Regions from separate parts of the Mus musculus genome. Here all the other regions are linked to region 3. Evidence: chromatin contacts called from public HiChIP or PLAC-seq data. All regions are on one chromosome and are shown on one strand. The core of a region is the stretch at or near the end of the contact, and the rest is flanking DNA. Distances in the headings are between cores, read along the strand shown. Region 1 has its middle 13 kb from the start of Asph. Region 2 has its middle 56 kb from the start of Gm42252. Region 3 overlaps Gm50597 (a long non-coding RNA gene).

Region 1 (3,528 bases), core at 916-3,415, 550 kb after region 3:
TATGTGTCCCGAGGCTTCATAAACTGAAAGCTTGCTGCTTCCTCACAGTGGTCTTTTTTCCATTGTTGTGATATAGTAATAATCCAGAAAAAGCACCTTAATGGAAAAAGGGTTTGTCTTGGATTATAATTACAAAGGGATGCCATGGTAGTTTAAATGAAAATAGAACCCATAGTCTCATATATTTGAATGATTGCTCTCTAGTTGGTAGAAATGGCTAGAAGGTATGGCCTTATTGGAGGAGGTGTCTCACTGGGGATAGGCTTTGAAGTTTTAAAACCTCACACTGTGCTCAAAATGTGCCCCCCCCTCCATGTGTGTGTGCATGTATGTGTATGCATGTGTGTGTATCTGTGTGTGTATGTATGTATGTGTATATGTGTCTGTCCCCCTCCCTCTCTCTCCCTCCACTCTCTCCCTCCCTCCCTCCATTCATTCTCTCTCTCTCTCTCTCTCTCTCTCTCTCTCTCTCTCTCTCTCCCTCTCTGCCTCATTCATGCTTGTGGTTGAAATATAAACTCTCAGCTACCACTGCAGTGTCACACCTGACTGCCTGCTGCCATGCTCTTGGCAATGATGGTAATGGGCTACCCTCTGGAACCAGAAGCCCAAAATCAAATGCTCTCTTTTATAAGTTGCCTTGGTTATGATGTCTTTTTGCAGCCATAGAAAAGTAAGACAGATGTGTCATGGAAGGGAAGATGAGGCAACAGGAAGGAAAAGCATGGTGGCAGGAACAGGAGGCTGGCAGGTCACATTCTGGTCACCATCAGGAAACAGAGAGTTAGCAGAAAATAGACCCAAGCTCCAGAGCCACAAAGCCCACACCATTAACCCACTTCCTTCAGAGAGGTGCCACCCCCTAAATGTTGCACAATTTTCCAGATAGTACAACTAGTTGGGGAGCTAGTGTTCAAATACACGAGTCTATGTGAGGACATTTGCCATTCAAACCATAGTAATTGTGATATCAGGAGACAGAGTGAGTGGTGTAGTGAAACTTTTAAGATGTGACGTTTAGCCAGGCATGGTGGCGCATGCCTTTAATCCCAGCACTTGGGAGGCAGAGGCAGGCAGATTTCTGAGTTCGAGGCCAGCCCGGTCTACAAAGTGAGTTCCAGGACAGCCAGGGCTATACAGAGAAACCCTGTCCCGAAAAACCAAAAAAAAAAAAAAAAAAAAAAAAAAAAGTGAAGTTTAATGTAATGTGACTATGTCATTGAAGACACTACCTTTCAAGAGATGAAGGGGTTCTTTTGGACCCCAGCTTGTTCCCATAGAGTTGTTAATGAAACAATTAGAGTAGCTGCTCTGATCTTTCTGGATTTCTGTCTCAGCATGTGACCTCTTTCTCTTCTATAGATTCTCACATGATGCTCTCCACCATAATGTGATGCAGTGTGGTCAGGCAGCAGGCCTTCAATAGAGTTAGCACCATGCTCTTTGCACTTTTGTTATCCAGGTATTCAGCCCAAGGTATCTTCTCGCTGCAATGGAGAAATGAACCATTATAAGTGGTGAATGAGTTTTCTTGTATTCGATGTGACTTTGAGTATTATCAGTTAGTGTCTGAAGACAGTCCCTGAGATCATGACATAAAATACAAATATAGAATGACCCAGCAGTGAATCAAACTATTTGCTTATGTGAACTGAGTTTTACACATTATGAAACGATGAGAAAATTAATGATAAAGTATACCAGACAGTAAAGTGCTTTCTAAATGTAAAGAAGTGTTTTATAATTTTAAATGGTAGCATATCCACTGACTCAAATCATACCTAAGACAAGTCTTTACTTGTTGATGTTTTAGACACTGCCCTGTGAGTTACTGCCCACAGTAAGGTTTCATTTTGCTTCACAATACATTATGCTATAAAGTTGCTGTGCAGAAGGTCTAATTTTGGCAATATCATAAACTTTAATGAAGAAGTATAGTTTATGGTCTGCTCAGGAAACATTAATGAAATCTCTACTTCCTGCAAGCACTGTTCTTGGTTCTTAAGGAGTTCCTGCTGTTTGGGAAGGAGAAAGATGAGCATAGAGCACAGCGTGCTACCCCCTGCATTTGCCAACAGATGTTGAGGACAGGGATTCAGTCACCACGGTCCCATGCGCACCATATGAGTCAAAGAGTCCATGCTTGCAAAGGCATACTAATGAGGATGTTGCTCAACCTCGTTGTTTCACATGTGAGGGTAAGAGTGATTTAGTGCTTAAACGTCACTTAAAGCAGAACTCGCACTTAAGCTGTTCTCGTTAGCTTAGTGTCTCATTGACACAGAATACTTGATGAAAGCAACTCAAGGAAGGGAGAGCTTATCCCTGGCTCACAGTTCTAGGGAATGTAATCTAGCATCAAAAACATATGATGTTGGCTGACAAAGTAAAAGTGAAATTTCAGTGACCTGAGTTTGCTACATCCTTAGCAGAAGTTGCTGCCTTCTAGACCTGGGGAACTTCCTTGAAAAGGTCTTCTGAAGCCCTCTCCGGCTGTGCCTCCAAGGCGACAATAAACGTGAAACAGTGCTCTGTCTGCTGTCTCGTGCTGATTCCCATGGGCTTGCTGCCTTCATTCCGTCTTCTCCTAACAAATCAGATCCCTCCTGCATGTAATTCTCCTAGGAGAGAACTTTAGGCTTTGTGTTCCTCAGTTTTAGCTGGTTTATCACTTATGAGTCTCAAAGAAGAGAGACAGAGAATGCCAAACCCTGAGGATGGGTACTCCAGGTATTATTTAGTTGGTGATAAATCCGAGACTGAAGTACCAGGAGTTCAAGATGGGTGGCCATCAAAACCTAGAAATATCAGCAGCCCAGATGATGCCTTGCTGGTCATGGGGCTGCAATGATTGCATTCAAGTGAACTGAGTGTATTTTACTGAAAATTAATTTTTCACAAGAATCACTTGGAAGCTTTAAAAAAGTACATTATGCCCTACAAAGACCAGAAAAATCTTAATTTCTGATTTAACATGCATTAAAGATGAATACGTGAATATACATATTTAATATATATTAAAGATATATAACACATGAGCACTCATATACACATACATATTTTTAAAAGTCCATGTCTACAAGTGGTATAGGTAATATGCTAAGAAACATTATGGAGCAAATAAGATTCAAAGGAGAAATCAGAAATGTTCGTGTAAGTTTACTCTTTTAAGAAGTTGCAGATTGCAATTGAGTGGCCAGGCTTTCTTTCCATGCTTTCTTGCTTCTTCATAAAGCCATCTCAATGCAATACAGAATCCTAAGACTAGAGAGCCTGGCAGTATATCAGTGTCAGCTTGTACATAGGAAGTCTACCCTGTCAACATCAGGAACTTGTCTCAAGAATAAATATTTATAAGTTCTAAATAATAAGGCCTGATTGATGTCTCATAGTCAAAATGAGCTGGAGAGAAAATGACTCACTGACATAACTGTTTGCATTAAGCACTCTGAAGTAATATATTGCAATATATTCTGTAGTTCAAAATATTACTTCCTTGAAACTAAGATATCCGGAAAGAGCAAAGTT
Region 2 (3,237 bases), core at 65-2,564, 660 kb before region 3:
TAGTCTTGGGTTCTTGGCTCAACTGAAAGTGTCAGGTACAGGTTCCATCTATTGGAATGGGCCTTGAATCCCAAAAGAAGAGGTTGGTTACTCCCATAACAACCCATGTACCAGGGCATGCACTACCTTTCTCCTCTGATAATATATTTGGGGCATTCTAACACTATGCTCTTCCAGAACCTGGGTTCGATTCCCAGTACTCACATACTGCTTCACAACCATCTGTAACTCCAGATCCAGGGGCTCTAATGCCCTCTTCTGGCTTCTCCAAGCACTAAGTGTGTATATGGTACACAGACATCCATGTAGGAAAACACCCATACACATAATTAACATAAAATACTTCTAGAATCAATATATCAACAATATATTTTGAAAGGAACAATAGTAAGACATACAAAGAAAAGCACATCAGAATAAAACCAGACTACCTCTCATCAGCAGTCCTCAAGGCCTGGAAAAGATGGGATATATTTTTTTTTTTTGAGCCCTGAAAATGAATAACTTCCTAATAAGATTACAATAAACCCATCTTACTGGTGAGAAATGAGGATATTGTATTCAAGGCCAGCACTGCCAGTCATAGCACTGGGCTGGGTAGTTTATTGTCTACTTGACACAAGCTAAAGTCATGTGAGAAGAGGAAGCCTCAATTAGTAAAATGCCCCCCCTATGATAGAGCTGTAGGCAAGCCTGTAGGACATTCTCTTAATTAGTGATAGGGAAGGGCCCAGCCTAATGTAGGTACTGCTGTCCCTGGGCTGGTTGTCCTAGGTTCTATAAGAAAGTAGGCCGAGCTAGCCGTGAGGAGTCGGCCCGTAAGCAGCATCCCTCCATGCCCTCTGCATCAGCTCCTGCCTCCAGGTCCCTGCCCTATTTGTGTTTCTGCCCTAACTTCCTTCTATGATGAATGGTGCTGTACAAGTACAAACCAAATAAACCCCTTTCCTCCTCAACTTGCTTTTTGGTCATGGTGTTCTATCACAGCAATAGAAACCCTAACTAAGACAGCTACAGATGATGCTTAAGGAGCAACATACAGAAAGGAGGAAGACAGATAATCTCAACCCTGAGACCAGAGGAGAGAACCAACTTCATGAGAGGTCTAAATTAACAAAGGAGAGTGAGGAAAGAACTCATTGTGTCTAGAATAAGAAATCAGCAAACCCAAACATGACCAAGGAAGAAAGCAAAGAACAAATAATGATTCAACACCTTGGAAAACAGCCAACAGGACTACAGGAATTACTAAACATCCCCTAATGATATCCCTAATATGCTGAGCACTGTGACACAGCCTTTAATTACAGTACCTGGGAGACAGAGGCAGCTGGATCCCTGAGCATTCTGAGTCAGCCTGGTCTGTGTAGTGAGTCTATGTAGTGAGTTCCAGGCCAGACAAGGCTACATAGCAAAACCTTTTCTCAAAAGCAAGAAATGACAACAACAAAAAAAAACCTTAAATGAACATGGTCTCTATCCATCTATAAATAGATTCAGACTAGCTTAGTAGGCTAAAAGTCAATTTAACTATTTATTGTGTTGGAAAAACACACTTCACCAACAAAGACATTCACAAACATAGAGTCAAGAGAGTCATAACATGTTGGCCATACCAAGCCAATGGAAGCTGAAACAACAGATTGGTATGGCCAACATGTTGTTTGATAAAGTAGATTTCAAACCAAATTTAGTTAAGAGAAACAAAGAAGCAATGCACAGCACTAAAGTGAATGGCTCATCAGGGTGATATAACAACTGTGAGGCAGAGAAGATGACTCAGCAGGTAAAACTGCAGGACCAGCATGAAGACCTGGGTCTCTAGTACACATATATAAAGCCTGGCATGACCATGTCTGTGCCTTTCACCATTGTTGTCGGGGAATAGAAAAGGGATTTGAGGATTGCTTGGGCTAGCCGTCCACCTGCTCAGCTCTCAGTTCAATAAGAGACCATGTCTCCAAGGAATAAAGCAGAGAGTAAAAACAAGATACCTGCCATCCACTGTGTATTACACATATACAACAGGTAAGTGCATCTGTACACATATGTTCGTGTATTATAGGCACACACACAAGCACACACACATGTGCGTGCATTTATACACACATGCACACAAAATTATACACACAGACACACACACACACTGGGGCAGAGGCAAAAGAAATACAACACTTGAGAGTATATATGTACAAAATTCTGGGGCTCCCAATCTGATAAAATAAACACTAATGGCTATAAAAAATCAGATAGATCATGACACAATAGCAACGGGTGACCTCAATACCCAACTCTCACGTTTAGATATAACATCCGAATAAAATGATGAAACTTAAAAGTTAAAAACTATAGCAAATGTCAAATGGATTTTAACAGACAACCACAGGATATTCATTCAACTGATATGGAAGACACATTCTTTGATCAGGACATGAAACTGCCTCTAAAACAAATGACATGCTGGACAACAAAGCAAGTATTAACAAATACAAAAGAGTCAAAATAATGTAATTTTTAATAAGGTCATAGTAGAATAAACCAGAAGTTGATAGCAAAAGAAAGTATAGAAAATGCACAAATAATTAGAAACAGAAAAAATATACTTTGGAATAACCCTGTGGGTCACTGAAGAAATCAGGAAGGAATAGAATTAAAAGAGAAATTTATAAGAACTTTGGGGAATAACTAAGAAGCTTCTAAGAGGCAAGTTCATGGGCCTAAGTACATATCCTTAAAACCCACATTTAAATAAATAACCTAATGATGAACCTCAAAGTCCTAAAAGCCAAATAAAAAACCAAAACAAACAAAAACAATAACAAAACGCAAGAATACATCATGTCCAAAACCAGGAAACAGCAAGAAAAAGTAAAGATAAAATTAGGGTTGAACTAGCAAGATTTTATTGAAAGGACCCAGATGTAGCTGTCTCTTGTGAGACTATGCCGGGGCCTAGCAAACACAGAAGTGGATGCTCACAGTCAGCTAATGGATGGATCATAGGGCTCCCAATGGAGGAGCTAGAGAAAGTAGCCAAGGAGCTAAAGGGATCTGCAACCCTATAGGTGGAACAACATTATGAACTAACCAGTACCCCGGAGTTCTTGACTCTAGCTGCATATATATCAAAAGATGGCCTAGTCGGCCATCACTGGAAAGAGAGGCCCATTGGACTTGCAAACTTTATATGCCCCAGTACAGGGGAACACCAGGGCCAAAAAGGGGGAGTGGGTGGGC
Region 3 (3,702 bases), core at 1,086-3,585:
CAGAAAAATTGGTGATACGGACCTTACAATTTGCAAGGTTGGTTTGGAAACCACCTCAGTGGACAGTCTCGCTGATGAAGGCAGGCTTGAAGTTCCGGCCACGGGTCTGTGATAACTTGAAGGGCTATAACAGGCTCTCGTGGCTAGTTGTGACATCTGTGAAGAGAAGGCAAAAAGTGGCTTTGAAGCTTTAGAGCCCTGGACCGGCAGCTTCAGCATTGCTTGGGAACTGCTCTGAAAGGAGAAGTCTTGTCATGAGGCCCAGCAGTCTGCGGTTTTATCGGGGCCCCTTTGTGCTGTGCTATGCTCCAAAGCTTGAGAACCACGGCTCTAGGCTGCCATTTCTGACTATCTCCAGATAAAGGAAGTATTAATACTATCAATAAAAGGCACTATTAACAGGTTTTATTGGATGCTCGTGGAATCTAGGGATTTTGAGATGTAATCTCTCTATTGAAAACTGGAAACACTCATAGCTTCCCGTGCTTGCTTCACCTGAAATTGCAAGAACATGACCCGGTGACATAGGTTAAGACACACTCCCCCCTCTTTTGTCTTAGAAAAGTTAAATCGTCTGTCAGGTCTCCCTAATCACTACTATGGCACGGTGGGACAGAGCAATGAGGCTCATCCCCCTTGTGCCCGCAGAAGGTGGCAAGGGTGGGCCTTCTGTGTAGGCTGGGAACAAAGCTCTTTAATTGTGTCTCCCAGTTCTGACTATGACCCGGTGAGGCTGGAAGCTCTAAGGGATCTGGATTCTAGGAGGGTCTCAGTATTAATGCACCATGTTTGAGAGATGGGATGATCCACCAGGACCCCCCAGTGAGGAAGTGCAAGGTCCTTTGTCCATCAGTAGCCACACCCCACCCCTGCTGTCTTTGGATCTCTTTTCACAGCAGAGGAAGCTTTCTAGTGAAGAAACACAAGAAGGGAGAGCAGGGACATCAGAGGCTGAGTTTGAGTCTTGGGTGTGGGTGTGTTCTCAGGGGCGGGGCCTCAGACACAGGATGAGATTCATCTGAGCCTCTCGCTGTGTCCACACTTAGACGCTGCCTGTCTTTCTACTTCGTCCCGAGGCCTTAGAAGGGATACATGCTAGCTGGACCTTGCCTTCCAAAGATCCACTGTTGGAAACTCACATCCTAAATTCACATGTGGATAGCCTTTAGGTGTGCGGCCTTGGGGCGGGGGTGGGGGTGGGGGACAAAAGGAAGGATCCTGTGCTGGACCGTGTCAGCTGGGAAGATCTTCCAGTGAGCACTATTGCGCTCTTTGGTGTTGTGAGTTCCTCTACCACGTTGGAAGCAAGACAGCCCCTTGCCAAATGCTGGCACATTTACATTGGAATTCTAGCTTCTATAACTTCAAGAAATGATTTTTTCCTGTTTATCAATTACCCACTCTGTCCTATTCTGTCCTAGCAACAAAATGAGTCTGAAGCAGAATGTAAGACGTTAGCACACAAAATCCACAGTTAAGTTTTCCTTTTCCTGAGCTGTCTATTAACTTCGGCAATATCCTTTCGTTGTGTGCCCAGTGCACTGATGTGGCCCTCCTGGGTCTTCAGTGTTGCCGACCTGTCAGCCTGGATCTCTGCCACGTTCCCGAGCCTCTGGAATTGCTTTCCCCCTCTCCTCCAATGATAGCCTCCCTTTTCAGGGCTAAGCTCAGTGCTACCTTGCCATCTAATTAAAGTCTGATGCTCTAGGTGAACCTGACAGGCCAGAGACTTCCAAGTTTAATTGCTTTGCCCCTTCCAACTCCCAGTGGAGCCCAGCAAGCTTTAGCTGGCAGGTGGAAGCAGACGGCCGGGGCTAGTAGGCACATCTGAGACTTCCTGCAATGAGACGTCTCCCCCTGCCTTTATTTACTCTAGTGATGAAGATGTAGGGATTACTCAAGTATGACTCATGTTCCGTGCTAGTTCCAGGAGCTATGAAGGTGAATCAGATGGTGCTGACATGCAAGCAGCTCAGAGGAGGAGAGCAGATGGACACATAAACAGACTATTAAGCAGCTCCGTAGAGTTATAACGAAGAAAGGGGTATTTGGGACATGCAGAATAGACGTCTAAATCAGTGGGACTAGTAGAGAAGATGCTTGGGGGAAAGTCTGAGTCCTGAAAGACAAACTAATATGTGAGGCAAGAGAGGGCCAGCTCCATGCAAGGCAGCGTTACCAACAGCAGCAAGTCAGACCCAGGCATATTTTTTGAAACTCAGAAAACCATAATCTGGCCTGTTGTTTTGAATGGGAATTTCCCCTGCAGCCTGGGATTTTTGAACACTTGGTTCCCAGTAGACAATGCTATTTAGGGAGTTGTAGCCTTGCTGGAGGAAGTATGTCATTGGGGGCGGGTGGTAAGTATTTATAGCCTTGCCCCACTTACAGTTTGCTTTCTCTGGTCTGTGCTCATGGTTGAAAATGTCATCTATCCAGAATGCTAGCCACTTGCAGCCATGCCTCTCCACCATGAAGAACTCATATCCCTCTGGAACTATATAAGCCAAAATAAATCCTTTCTTTCATCAGTTTTTTTGGTCTTGGTGCTTTATCACAGCAACAGAGATCAAGAGTGTGGTGGCTCAAGTCTTTAATCCCAGCCATTGGGATGCAGATATAGATAGATCTTCATGAGTTCAAGGCCAGCCTGAAATACAGACTAGGTTCCAGGACAGCCAGGGCTACAACTTGAAACCTTACAGAAGCAAAATGAAACAAAACAAAACAAGGCACGAGAACAGAAAAATACCTGGTTTGTAGAGTTTGGAGAGTGTTTACGGTGAGGCTGACCTCATATAACTCAGAGGCAAAATTTTCACTTGTAATTGCCGTCTTCTTCTTTGTTAGACAGGTCTACAACTAGCCCAGGCTGGCCTCTAAGTTGCTATGAAATTGTGTCAACCTTGAGTAGTTTCAGGCCTCTACTACCCAAGCTCTGGGATTACAGACGTGTACCACCATACTCCGTTGACACCTGGTAATTTTAATCAGTTTATGAGGAATCCTTAAAAGCACTCACTGAATAGCCGGGTTTAGTTGAACGTATAAGGCTTTCTTCAATGTCATAATAAGAACAGCCTGTTAGTTCACTTGTTCAACGCAGATCTCTTTGCCATAATGTGGAGGATGGGCCTGAGAAAGCCAGGACTGAAGGCTGGGATGCCTGGCAGCTACCAGATGTGGCTATGATTGGACATGGAATGGAGAGGGAGGGTTGCTGAGACCTTCCCCCAGGCCAGCTCCAGTGGAGGCAGAGAGAAGATAGTATACCCTTTAATCATGAAGGGCACATTCTAAGACCCTCAGAGGAAGCCTGAAACTATTCATCCTACTGATACATATATCCTTAGGTATATTTAATATATTTCTACATATACACACCTAGGTCAAAATTTAACTTATAAATTAGTAAGTTAAATCTATAAATTAACCTACAACAAGGTTCAGGAAAAGGTTAACGAGAGCAGTAAGACAGAAAATTACAACAAACGTTAATAGTCATTTTCTCTTGTTTTCTAAATGTCTTTCTGAAAGTGTAGATCTTAACAATGTTACTAGACGTTTTGTTCTTTTCTTATTAAGCTTATTATTATAGCACCTTCCCATTTATCAAAAGCACTTTCCAACTTGTCTTTGGCACGCCTAAATTCCTAGCATTGCCTGTCTTGCTCGAAGGGGTTGTTGTACAAGTAAATTTGG

The links. HiChIP or PLAC-seq counts read pairs in DNA pulled down with a chosen protein or histone mark.
Region 1: an H3K4me3 HiChIP or PLAC-seq map of bone marrow-derived macrophages shows a contact between it and region 3, with 5 times the contacts expected there. The contact joins two enhancer-like sites. A contact is called at or near these places in 11 of 39 promoter capture datasets (the 3T3-L1 cell line, the C10 cell line, the SN4741 cell line and 8 more), 6 of 484 Hi-C or Micro-C datasets (embryonic stem cells, erythroblasts, granulosa cells and 3 more) and 6 of 115 datasets of contacts at active chromatin or transcription factors (bone marrow-derived macrophages, craniofacial prominence, embryonic basal ganglia and 3 more).
Region 2: a contact with region 3 is called in a FOXA1 HiChIP or PLAC-seq map of pancreatic cancer cells. The contact joins two enhancer-like sites. A contact is called at or near these places in 1 of 39 promoter capture datasets (hippocampal neurons) and 1 of 115 datasets of contacts at active chromatin or transcription factors (pancreatic cancer cells).

What each region holds. Positions count from the first base shown.
Region 1 is chr4:9,680,561-9,684,088 of GRCm38.p6, forward strand. No RefSeq gene overlaps it. Among named protein-coding and RNA genes, the nearest start is that of Asph, 13 kb to the left of the region's middle. Within about 2 kb of position 2,166, at least 65 of the 459 cell types and tissues checked have an H3K27ac peak or open chromatin away from gene starts, as enhancers often do. A contact at or near this core is called in bone marrow-derived macrophages, where this site is marked.
Region 2 is chr4:8,474,172-8,477,408 of GRCm38.p6, forward strand. No RefSeq gene overlaps it. Among named protein-coding and RNA genes, the nearest start is that of Gm42252, 56 kb to the left of the region's middle. Within about 2 kb of position 1,315, at least 8 of the 459 cell types and tissues checked have an H3K27ac peak or open chromatin away from gene starts, as enhancers often do. A contact at or near this core is called in pancreatic cancer cells, where this site is marked.
Region 3 is chr4:9,131,571-9,135,272 of GRCm38.p6, forward strand. All of the region lies in intron 1 of Gm50597 (a long non-coding RNA gene), which reads left to right. Gm34288 (a long non-coding RNA gene) reads right to left here. Exons shown (of 4, transcript XR_881105.2): 3 at 23-156. Among named protein-coding and RNA genes, the nearest start is that of Gm34288, 9.2 kb to the right of the region's middle. Within about 2 kb of position 2,336, at least 41 of the 459 cell types and tissues checked have an H3K27ac peak or open chromatin away from gene starts, as enhancers often do. A contact at or near this core is called in bone marrow-derived macrophages and pancreatic cancer cells, where this site is marked.